Linked DNA regions of Mus musculus: region 1 is linked to region 2. Evidence: chromatin contacts called from public promoter capture Hi-C data. All regions are on one chromosome and are shown on one strand. Each heading gives the region's core, a stretch centred on a gene start, on an enhancer-like site or on the middle of the called end of the contact. The rest is flanking DNA. Distances are from core to core; before and after follow the strand shown. Region 1 holds the start of Prpsap2 (phosphoribosyl pyrophosphate synthetase-associated protein 2). Region 2 holds the start of Epn2 (epsin 2).

Region 1 (5,634 bases), core at 1,436-3,935, 180 kb after region 2:
AGCTGTGGGCTTACACCACAGCAGGCCTGAGCCACAGCCTAGACCTGCATACCTCCCAGACAATGAAGATAGAGGCTTGGAAAAGCTTCTCCACCAAAATGGAAGGTCCAGGCAGCAGAGGCTCAACCAGTGTGTGCTGAACATAGCCTCACTTCAGGCACAACAGTTCGAAAACAGAATTGAAAATCATTTGTTGGGGCTGGAGAGATGGCTCAGCGGTTAAGAGCACTGACTGCTCTTCTGAAGGTCCTGAGTTCAAATCCCAGCAACCACATGGTGGCTCACAACCATCCGTAATGAGATCTGACTCCCTCTTCTGGTGTGTCTGAAGACAGCTACAGTGTACTTATATATAATAATAAATCTTAAAAAAAAAAAAAAAAAGAAAAGAAAAAAAGAAAATCATTCCTTAGCAAAGAGGATCCAGGAGTTACTTTCATTAACTCACTCCTGGAAAATCTGCTTCAATGGTAGGTAGAGCATTTGCCCATCATGCACAGGGCCTGGGTTCCAACCCCAGCATGGGAAAAAAAGCCGGACTTGCAGAAATGGATTAGAAGTGTACTTTAGTGGAAAATTAGGTGCTTTGTGCTGCAGGCCTGGGTTTAATCACCAACACAATAAAAAGCACAGGCAGGTGGTGTCGGCACCTTTAATCCTACCACTTGGGAGGCAGAGGCAGGTAGATTTCTAAGTTGGAGGCCAGCCAGTTCTACAGAGCAAATTCCAGGACAGCCAGGTTTACGTAGAGAAACCCTGTCTTGAGAAACCAATAAATATACAAATAATTAGTTAATTAATTAAGAATAAATAGATAAAAAGGAGAAAATAAAAGTTGAGGCCTGGCCATGGTGGCATACACCTTTAATCCCAGAGGTTGGGAGGCAGAGGTAGGCAAATCTCTGAATTTGAGGCCAGCCTGGTCTACAAAGAGTTCCAAGATAGCCAGGGCTGTTACACAGAGAAACCTCCGTCTCCAAAATAAAATAAAGTAAAATAATTGAGAAACTGCAGGGCAGAGATAAAACCACATTACTCTTCCATATTCTGTGGTTACTGGCATTTTGCTTTCTTATGGCTAATGCTGTTCTGAGAGTTTTGATTTTTTGTTTTGTTTTTGTGACAACTTGGGAGAAGCAGGAAATAAATCTAAAACTATTTTAAATTTGGAGAAGTAACTTTTATTCATTTAATGTGTATGGGTGTTTTCTCTGCACACCGCGTGTGCCTGGTACTCTTGGAGACCAGCAGAGGGTGTCAGATTGGGTGGGTCTAGCATTAGAGGTGGTTGTAGGCTGTCACGTGGGTGGGTGCTGGAACTGACTCAGTCTTGAACAACTAGTATTCTTAACCAGCCAGTTCTCCAGCCCCCACACCTGGGGAAGCAGTTTTAATAGGAAAACAGGTTTGACATTACTTCCCAGACTTTAACGAAGTCATACGAGGTAACCTCTTCCTCATAACAGTGGCCCCTGAAGGACAGAGTGGGGTAGCAGTCTGATATGCAATACAGTTCCCTGCATACAACAATAGGTTGCGACTCTCAGTCATACAGAGCATGACTTGGCAACCTGATGAACTACAGGCAATAGAATCAAATACCCAGATTTTGAAATGTCTATTGCAAACATACCTTATCAGAAAAAAAGATACATACTAAATGCCAAAGAAAGAGCACAGAACTATGTTTTGGTGTTGTCAATTCTTGGAGCTTATCCCAAGTATAGAGCTATATTGTCAATGATAGAAAGTACAATTTAAAAACAAAACAAAACAAACAAACAAACAAACAAACAAAAAACCCCCAACAACTTTGTAGCCCTGTTTGCCAGGAACTCGCTCTGTGGACCATGAGCCCTCAAGATCCTTTCACCAGTCTCTGAGATTAAGGGGTGTGCCATCAAGCCCCACAAACTGCAAGATTATTTAAGAACAGAAACACTGGTTCTATGTTAAACCACAGAGTAGCTAATGAATATAATGTGCATATCTCTGCAAAAATTGGATAATAATGATACAAACTACAGCAGTTAAAAGACAAGAAAGGTTTCCTATAGTGGGGCTTAGGGGCACGCACCTATTTTATTTTTATTTGTGCATTTAAATTGTTAAGCACTAGGGCATGAGATGGGTCAATGGCAGGCCGCTTGCATTGCTTCACCTTGCATTCGACTCCAGAACCGCAAGAAAAAAAAAAAAAAAGAAAAAAAAAAAACATAAAACATTAGAACTCACACTTCCTCAGGCCTCAAAGCTCGGTTCAGTATTTTCGTATCCCTCACAAAAGCTAAACACCCAAACTCTGCCAATATCGATATAAGAAAAATAAATCCTTATCAATAATGTAACAGATTGAGGAAGAGATTTTTCTGCAGAGTATCTTATGCCGCTCCTCCTACGTCTGATTGGAGCCCAATCATCCACTAAGGCTGGTGGAGCCGAACACGGGGCCCCGGGCTCGCCCCGGAGCAACAAGGGCCATGGCTCCCGCCCGGCACCGCGCGAGCTCGCGGGGCCCGCCGTCCGCCCGCCGAGGCTCCCGCCCGCCTACCTGGTCCCGACCCCAGCCCGGCCCGCCGCAGCCTCGGCTGCCGAAGGAAGAGAGCACAGAGCTCCGCACGGCGTCTTACAGCAAAATGGCGACTCTAAGCGCGAGAAAGTCTTTCGAGACTGCGAGGCCAGGGGCGGGGCCTGAGGGCAACTGACTAGAGTGGGCGAGGCCGTCGAGGGGCGTGGTCTGGAGGAAGAGGGGCGGGGCAGAAAGTGGGGTAGAAGGCAATGCATTTGATGCTGTGGGCGTGGCCGCCAGAGTGGGCGGGAGGATGTTGTGTGGGCGTGGTCAGACTCGAGGAAAGTGGGGGAGAATTAGAGTGGGCGTGGTTGGAAGTGTGGTTAAAATTCATAGGTTCTGACTGGGTTCAAGTCTTTACTGTCCTGCAAGACTGAGCAAGTCACCTCTTTGACCTGAGTTCTTCTGAAAAAGAGATGACAGCAGTACCCCCATCTCCTGGGGTTGGGAGGAGTGAGTGAGAAATCTGCGAACCTCTTGGCATGGTTCTTAGCATACAGTCGATGAGCAGTTATCATTCATAATTATTCGCTTTGTTGTCCCTTCCTTCTTTTCAGTGGTTAAGAGTATATACTGCTTTTCCAGAGAAGCTGAGTTTGGTTCCCAGAACCAATGTCAGGCAGTTCACAACTGCCTGTAATTCTAGCTCCAAGTCTCCCTGATGTCTCTGGCCTCCTCAGCCACCTGCACTCATATAAACATAAACATATACAAATAATTAAACATTCTAAAAGTTAGTTTTTTAAAAAATTGTAGCTCTGGGTGACCTGGAACTCACAGAGATCCATCTGTCTCTGCCTCCTGAGTGTTAGGATTAAAAGGGTGGCCATCATTCCTAGCAAATTGGTTGCTGTTGATATATCATTGCTGAATTCTTTATACCTTGAAATATGGTGATCCCTATTTTTTAAGGGGCTACTTGGCCCTTCCTCTCTTTCTTTTTTTTTTAAATATTTATTTATTTATTATACAGTAAATACACTGTAGCTGTCTTCAGACACTCCAGAAGAGGGAGTCAGATCTCATTACAGATGGTTATGAGCCACCATGTGGTTGCTGGGATTTGAACTCTGGACCTTTGGAAGAGCAGTCGGGTGCTCTTACCCACTGAGCCATCTCACCAGCCCCCAGTGATCCCTATTTATAACATAACAAACATATAGTGCATGCCAGGTATCAAGGCATTATTTATTATTATCTATATTTTATATTAATATATATTAACAGTAACTTTCAGAAATGGGGTAAGACTTATCTCTATTTAATTGCTGTGGGTACTCAGATGCCAGTGACAAAGCAATAGATAGGCACCACCTGCAGTGCCTTGCTCCATGTGTATACTTAAAGGCTCTCATCCACTGCACTTCCAGTTCACAAGTGAGACAAGCAGACATTTATGGGAGGATGCACAGGTGGCTAGAATTAATTATCAGAAGGCTGAGGATGGTTAGAATTCATAGGAGGGCTTGTGGGTAGCTAGAATTCATGGGAAGTATGCACGAAAACTGAAAAGAAGCTGTGTCTGGCTGACTGATGACAATTTCAGTACTGTGGGGGAGATTGGGATGTTGCAGGTTCAGAGGCTAGTTTACCTTTTCTTGGATTAATTTTGGCCCTCTGGAACAGCCATTTCTTTTTTTTTTTTTTTTTTTTTTGGTTTTTCAAGACAGGGTTTCTCTGTATAGCCCTGACTGTCCTGAAACTCACTCTGTAGACCAGGCTGGCCTCGAACTCAGAAATTCGCCTGCCTCTGCCTCCTAAGTGCTGGGATTAAAGGCGTGCGCCACCACCGCCTGGCTTGAACAGCCATTTCTTGTCCACCTCTGTGTCGGAGCCAACATCTTGTGACTAATAGAAATAAGCCTTTTGAATCTATTAACTTACTTGATGGCAATCTTAGCTTTTGGATTGGTGGGAAGAGTGGTTAGCTACGAGAAGCCTCCCCCATCTCGCTGGGCCCGCCTCTCTGATACATCCACTTCTCTTAGTGTTCCTACCTTTCTAGTGTACCCATCTCTCTGACTCACCCAACAATGCTTTATTTATTTATTTATTTTTGGTTTTTGAGACAGGGTTTCTCTGTATAGCCCTGGCTGTCCTGAAACTCACTTTGTAGACCAGGCTGGCCTTGAACTCAGAAATCCGCCTGCCTCTGCCACGCCTCCCGAGTGCTGGGATTAAAGGAGTGTGCCACCACTGCCCGGCCCAACAGAGCACTTTAAACTTCATTTGATAACTTTCTTTGTTCTGTAAAACTATTTTTAAAAAATTCATGAACTCACTTCTACATTAGAACACAGAATTTAGAGAAACCCAAATCTGTGTTCCTGAGCCAAGGTCACTCAAAATGGCTCCAAAATAAACTACCTCTTATTCTTCTTAAGACGAAAGCTTGTGTGTGTGTGTGTGTGTGTGTGTGTGTACATGTACACAAAGCAGAGGAATAGAGTAGCCATCAGGTCTCTACTGACTAACGTTATTTTATAGGCAAAGAACATAAGCATTTGAAACTCTGAATTCTAAATTAGGTAAAGGTGATAACTTCACAAGTGAGTTTGATATTCTTGCTTTGCCTCACAGTTTTCCTGAGACATGTCTCTTCCACAACACTTTTTAAAAGTTGTACTCAAATGTATTCCTTAATTAGACATTAATTTTAAATAATTTTAACTATTAAGATCCTAATGTAGTTTACATCCTCCTCTTCCCTCTCCTCCCTCCAGACCCTATACACTCTGCCATGCTCTTTTCCCACTTCATCCCCTCTTTTGTCTCAATTGTCCTTACATGTGTGGAGTGGAAATGTAAGGGTTCTTCGGAAAGTCGGTTGGATGGTGTTTGCTGGGGCAAACGTGAAGAAACGTCTCATTAAAGTGGACACGGATGTGAAAGGCTGAGGCAGACTCATGAAGGAAATGTTGTGCTGACGCAGACACAGGAGAGGGTGTTCCACTAAAGCAAGCATGTGAAAGGACACGTGATGGAGGATTCTTTGCTAACAACGTGCGTGTATGGATCTGCCTTACATTGCGTAGTTGAGCTGCATTGTCAGGATGTTATAGAGA
Region 2 (5,425 bases), core at 244-2,743:
CCCTAAGAAAAGCTGCAGTTCCTCCCAAGCTCGTTTAAATACAGACAAGAGCTTCATTACCAACAATACATAGATGGAAAGCTTAATTACCAATGCAAAGCCGATCACCGAGAGAGAATCCAGTATCTGCCGCTATCACTCTAAATCTAGAGTTACAAGACCACAAAGTTCCCGTTAAGTCTTTCTTATATTACATAATAGGGACATGGATCAAAGAAATTCACCTTTTTCAATCATTTCAACCCAATTTCAATCCCTTCTTCCACAGGGTATTTTCTTGACTGTGCAAAAGAAGAATTCACACTTCTTTCTCATCTTCCCTTGCCCATTTTCTTGTATGAATGTTAAAAATAGCAGGCAAGCGATTTGGGGGAATCCTAAACGTTGAAGAAATCCTTAAGTGTCCCAGAGTTGGGGCTTCCAGCTGTGTCAAACACCCTATCCCTAGATGACCTTGGGCAAGCTAACACATTTTGGGCCTTAGTTCCCCTAGTCAAAAAACACAAGAATAGCTAAATCCTATCTTTTCTGAAACATAGACTTCAAATGCGTTCCCAAGGCAGCACTAAAGTGAAGAGGCCGCTGGGAAGGACTGAGGCCCGAGACCAAGCAACAGACTTACACCGGCCGACCTAGGGTTTCTAGGGAGCTCAGACAATCTGCTCCCCCTGCAAAACCACTGGGCCAACTTCAGGTTGCAAACAAAAACCTGTTGGCCCGGACTCCTCTAGGAATGGCCTGCCTCTCCCAACGCGCTCGGCTCGCGCTCCGACGAAGCCGGCCCACGGGAGAGCGAGGGTCTCCCGGAAGAGGCCGACCCCACGCGCGGCTCGCCCACCCGGACTCGCCCAACAGGGCCGCCAGGTCTCTGCCATCCCACGCGGAACAAAAGGCAGCTGGAGCCTGGCTTCGCCGCCCCCGTCCCCGCTGTGCTGTGGAGTGGGGGCCGGGAAGGGGAATCCAGTCCCGGGGGCGAGAAAGACGTGGGGAAGAGTATCCCCTTCCCCCGGTCCCCTGAGGGAGGGCCGGCCGGCTCGGACCCGGTTCGAGGGGCGAGCACGCTCTGGGGAGGGGCGGGGTTGTTCCAAACTGAAGGCTCTGTCGCTGAGGTGTGAGGCGAGGACAGGAGCCAAAGCCGGGAGGCAGACGTCGCCTCTCTCTCGGCTCCGAGCGGGCTCAGGTGGGGCGGGGCCTGGCTGAGCCGTCCAGCCGGGTGGGGTCCGGCTGGCCGCACGGTGCACGCCCCGGCCGGCGAGGGGGAAGCCGGTGCTCTTAGGGGCGTCCACGCACTGGAAGAGAAGGTCTGCGCGCAGCCCCGCCCCGCCCCGACTCCCGAGCCACCACCACACCAAGCCCCGCGAGTCCCGGCTCACCTCCGTTCCTGGCCAGCGCGAGTGCAAGGCTGCAGCCGCCGGCGACGCGGGAGAAGCGGGAGCGACCCGAGCCTGTGCAGCGTTTGACACCCACACGCCAGCCAACATGGCGGCCGAGAGGGGGCGCGCCGGCAGCGAGCGCGCGCGCGCGAGCCCCGCCCTCCGAGCGCGGAGGCTCCTCCCACACACACTGGCTCCGCCCTGCCTCGCTCCTAGGCCCCGCCTCCAAACCGGTCCGCCCCTCCCACATATGCCCCCAAGGCCTTCTCTAAATAGCTCCTGCTTCTACACAAACCTAACAAATTTATGAAGCCCTAACTCAGAGTCCAACACATCCCCCCTACCTCAACAATTCCCCAGGGCATACATAACTACCTTAACCATCAATCCATGCTCCTCCCTTAAATCCTCAAGCACAGAACCCCGCCTAGCCTAATCAGAACCATGGTCTCCTAGTATTTCCTCTTGCACGTGAAAAATGTTGTGATGAAGAGACAGGAAGGAGGCCAGGTGCCAGACAGGGTTGATTTATTTTGCTACAAGTGCGTTCACTTCATGAAGATTCACTTATGCATATTTCAGATTTGTATACTTTTCTGTGTGTGCATTTCAATAAAAAGGTTGAGTCCAGAACTTTGGCAGCCCAAGTGGTTGAACCCTCGGCCGCTCGAGTCTCCCATGATTCATCAGGATACTGGGATTTAGCAACCCCAACTGCAAGCCTGCAGTCTCACTCTTATGCACCCAACAAAGCAATGTAGGGCCGGCCACATGCCAAGCTACAGCACACAGAGGCAGGCCAGAGATGAGAGCAGAGCCTTATACAAGAAGGTAAGGAGAGTCCTTTCCCTCTTTCCCCAAGAGAGGATCTCAGAAGGGTCAGAACTGAAGGCTAGACCCCAAAACTGCTAGCAGAGAGCCCTCATAACAGGGTCTAGGACATGAATCAGGGCTCAAGGGGAGAGTACAGGGAACTATTTCAGTTGTTTGAATATGCTTGGCCCAGGGAATGGCACTATTAGGAGAATAGGCCTTGTTGGGGTGGGTGTGGCCTTGTTAGAAGAAGTGTGTCACTGTGGGAGTGGGCTTTGAGACTCCTAGCTGCCTGGAAGACACTCTTCTGTTGGCCTTCAATTTAAGATGTAAAACTCTCAGCTCCTCAAGCAGTGTGCCTGCCTGGACTGTGCCCTGCTTCCTGCCATGTTGGTAATGGACTGAACCTCTGAACCTGTAAGCCAGCTTCAATTAAATGTTGTTTTTATAACAGTTGCCAGGCTAGAAAGATGGCTTAGCGGTTAAGAGCACTGACTGTTCTTCTGAAGGTCCTGAGTTCAAATCCCAGCAACCACATGGTGGCTCACAACCATCTGTAATGAGATCCGGTGTCCTCTTCTGGTGTGTCTGAAGACAACTACAGTATACTTAAATAGAATAAATCAATAAATCTTAAAAAAAAAAAAAAAAGAGTTGCCTTAGTCATGGTGTCTCTTCACAGCAATGCAAACCCTAAGACAATTTCTGTAACCAATCTATGCCCAAAAATTTCATTCTGCCTTTGCTCACTGAAGGAGAGTTTGCAGGTCATTGTACTTCTCAGAACCACAAGTACATTTTTCCTATAAAGAACTCACAAATTCACAAGAAAGAAAAGGCACCTGGGTCTCAAAAGCAGGGAATTTAGAGTCCTTTTCTCGGCCCACGATATATTAAAGCTGGAGGCCACCCCTAACACAAGGTCATGTGGTCACTTTTCTTTTGAAAGTCTAGCTGGAGAACATTCTGGATGCTGGAAGCCCTGACCCATAATTTACTGCTACAGTGTGTCCCTGGATTAATGAATGAAATCACATGTTATGTACCTGCTTTGCCATAAAAACTATAGTTCCATTTTGAACTGGCCCATTGGGTTTCAGAAAATGTGATTTCTCTGTTCCTTATCACAAAGTAACAGCCACTTCTGTAACAAAAGACTAGTTAACAGGAGTGGGCAAAATACAGCTGACTTGATCATTGATGTGGCCAGAAGCCTTCAGCAGTAAAGACTCAAAAGACCCAGAGAAAGCTGACCTACTCCCTATGTGTGTTCATTTGATGAAGAATGAGCCACCATACAGAGACATGATTAGACAGAACAGGGTAGCTCTAAGAGAGGAGACCAGAGAGGTTTGCCTGTTCTGATTCTCTTTATGGCTTGGCTTTCTAGATATATACAGAACCCATTCTGAATGCAAGGTCTAGTGACCTACAGGCTAACTTACAGAACTTCTCCATGGACAACACAGAAAGATTGTCTGGGCTTTGTGGCTGATCTTGGTGGAGAGGAATTCTAGTTTCTGAGGCTCAGCTTGAGGGATGAAAGAGCATAGGATATAGAAAGGCAGGGAAGGGTCAGAAAGAGACTTTGCTGGCAACACCTTTCTAATGTCCTTCAGTTCAAAGTACCCTGCATGTCAAATGACACACTGGGGACCCAACAATCTCATTATAGAGAATGGAGCTTAGAGGAAAAGAGAACTGTCTTGAAATAATAGTGCCTTGCCCCATTTACAACTCCAGATTGACAATGACAGCAGCCTGGCAAGGGTGGAGACAGCTCCATCCTCTGGAACAGCCTGAAAGACTCTCCTCAGAGGCTTCTGCTGAGGTGAAGCCGAGACCCACGAGAAAGGTCAAGGTCTGAGAACGAAGCGGAGAAGAAGAGCTCCTCACTTCAGAATTTGGATGAAATTTTTTGCCAGCTAAGAAGCAAAAGTTCCACCTCGATTAAAAATAATTAATAACATTTGCTGGGAAGCTTCAAAACATAGAGTATTTTATAAAGAAATATTTTGGGCTGGTGAGATGGCTCAGTGGTTAAGAGCACCGACTGCTCTTCCTAAGGTCCCGAGTTCAAATCCCAGCAACCACATGGTGGCTCACAATCATCTGTAACAAAATCTGATGCCCTCTTCTGGAATGACTGAAGACAGCTACGGTGTACTTATATATAACAAAGAAAAAAGAGAAAGATTTTTATCCCAGCACTCGGGAGGCAGAGGCAGGCGAATTTCTAAGTTCGAGGCCAGCCTGGTTTACAAAGTGAGTTCCAGGACAGCCAGGGCTATACAGAGAAACCCTGTCTCAAAAAAAAAAAAAAAAAAAAAAAAAAAGAATATTTAAAAAAAGCCCTGAATGATTATGACCTGGATCCTAACCAGGCTCATGCTTCTCCCAAGCATTGTTTACAATGGAGATAACTTCCTCCTAACTTCCTTTATTTAGAGTTTACCTTATCAATTGCAGCCCTGTCTGATACTCCTCAGAAACCACCCTAGGATTTCAGTAAGATTCTTTATTTTTATTTTATCTATTTATTTATATAGTACATCATAGCTGTCTTCAGACACACTAGAAGAGGGCATCAGATCTCATTACAGATGGTTGTGAGCCACCATGTGGTTGAACTCAGGACCTTTGGAAGAGCAGCTCTTTTTTTTTTTTTTTTTTTTTTTTTTTTTTCGAGACAGGGTTTCTCTGTATAGCCCTGGCTGTCCTGGAGCTCACTTTGTAGACCAGGCTGGCCTCGAACTCAGAAATCCGCCTGCCTCTGCCTCCTGAGTGCTGGGATTAAAGGCGTGGGCCACCACGCCCAGCTGGAAGAACAGCTCTTAACCACTGAGCCATTTCTCCAACCCCCTTCAGTCAGATTCTTTAGTAACTTTTAAAGGCAAATAGTTTCAAAAACGGACCAAAAGGATACATAGAGCTATATAAGGCTATTGCAACAATTAGTCTCAGCACTCAGGAGGCAGAGCCAGGGAGATGTTTGAGTACAAACAACGCTAGCCTGGTCTCCAGAGCGAGTTCCAGGACAGCCAAGGCTACACAGAAAAATCCTGTATATTATAAAAATATAATAATAAAAAAAATTTAAAAAAAGAAAGACAATAAATTCCTCACATCTTATGCTCTCCAGTATGTCTTAGTTTCTTCTAAATATCTCTTTTAACTTCATGCTGAAATTAAAATCTATATTAAAATCTCCTTTAGAGGATGAGAAGATGGATTAGTAG

Evidence for each region. Promoter capture Hi-C pulls out the DNA fragments that hold promoters and counts their contacts.
Region 1: a contact with region 2 is called in a promoter capture Hi-C map of second pharyngeal arch cranial neural crest. The contact joins the promoter of Prpsap2 here to the promoter of Epn2 in region 2. A contact is called at or near these places in 8 of 39 promoter capture datasets (the C10 cell line, the HPC-7 cell line, cranial neural crest and 5 more), 3 of 484 Hi-C or Micro-C datasets (all in embryonic stem cells), 2 of 115 datasets of contacts at active chromatin or transcription factors (embryonic stem cells and memory CD8 T cells) and 2 of 9 other capture datasets (adipose tissue and pancreatic islet).

Annotation. Positions count from the first base shown.
Region 1 is chr11:61,759,403-61,765,036 of GRCm38.p6, forward strand. Prpsap2 (phosphoribosyl pyrophosphate synthetase-associated protein 2) reads right to left here and starts at 2,686. Exons shown (of 12, transcript NM_144806.2): 1 at 2,552-2,686.
Region 2 is chr11:61,578,194-61,583,618 of GRCm38.p6, forward strand. It overlaps Epn2 (epsin 2), which reads right to left and starts at 1,494. Exons shown (of 11, transcript NM_001252188.2): 1 at 1,374-1,494.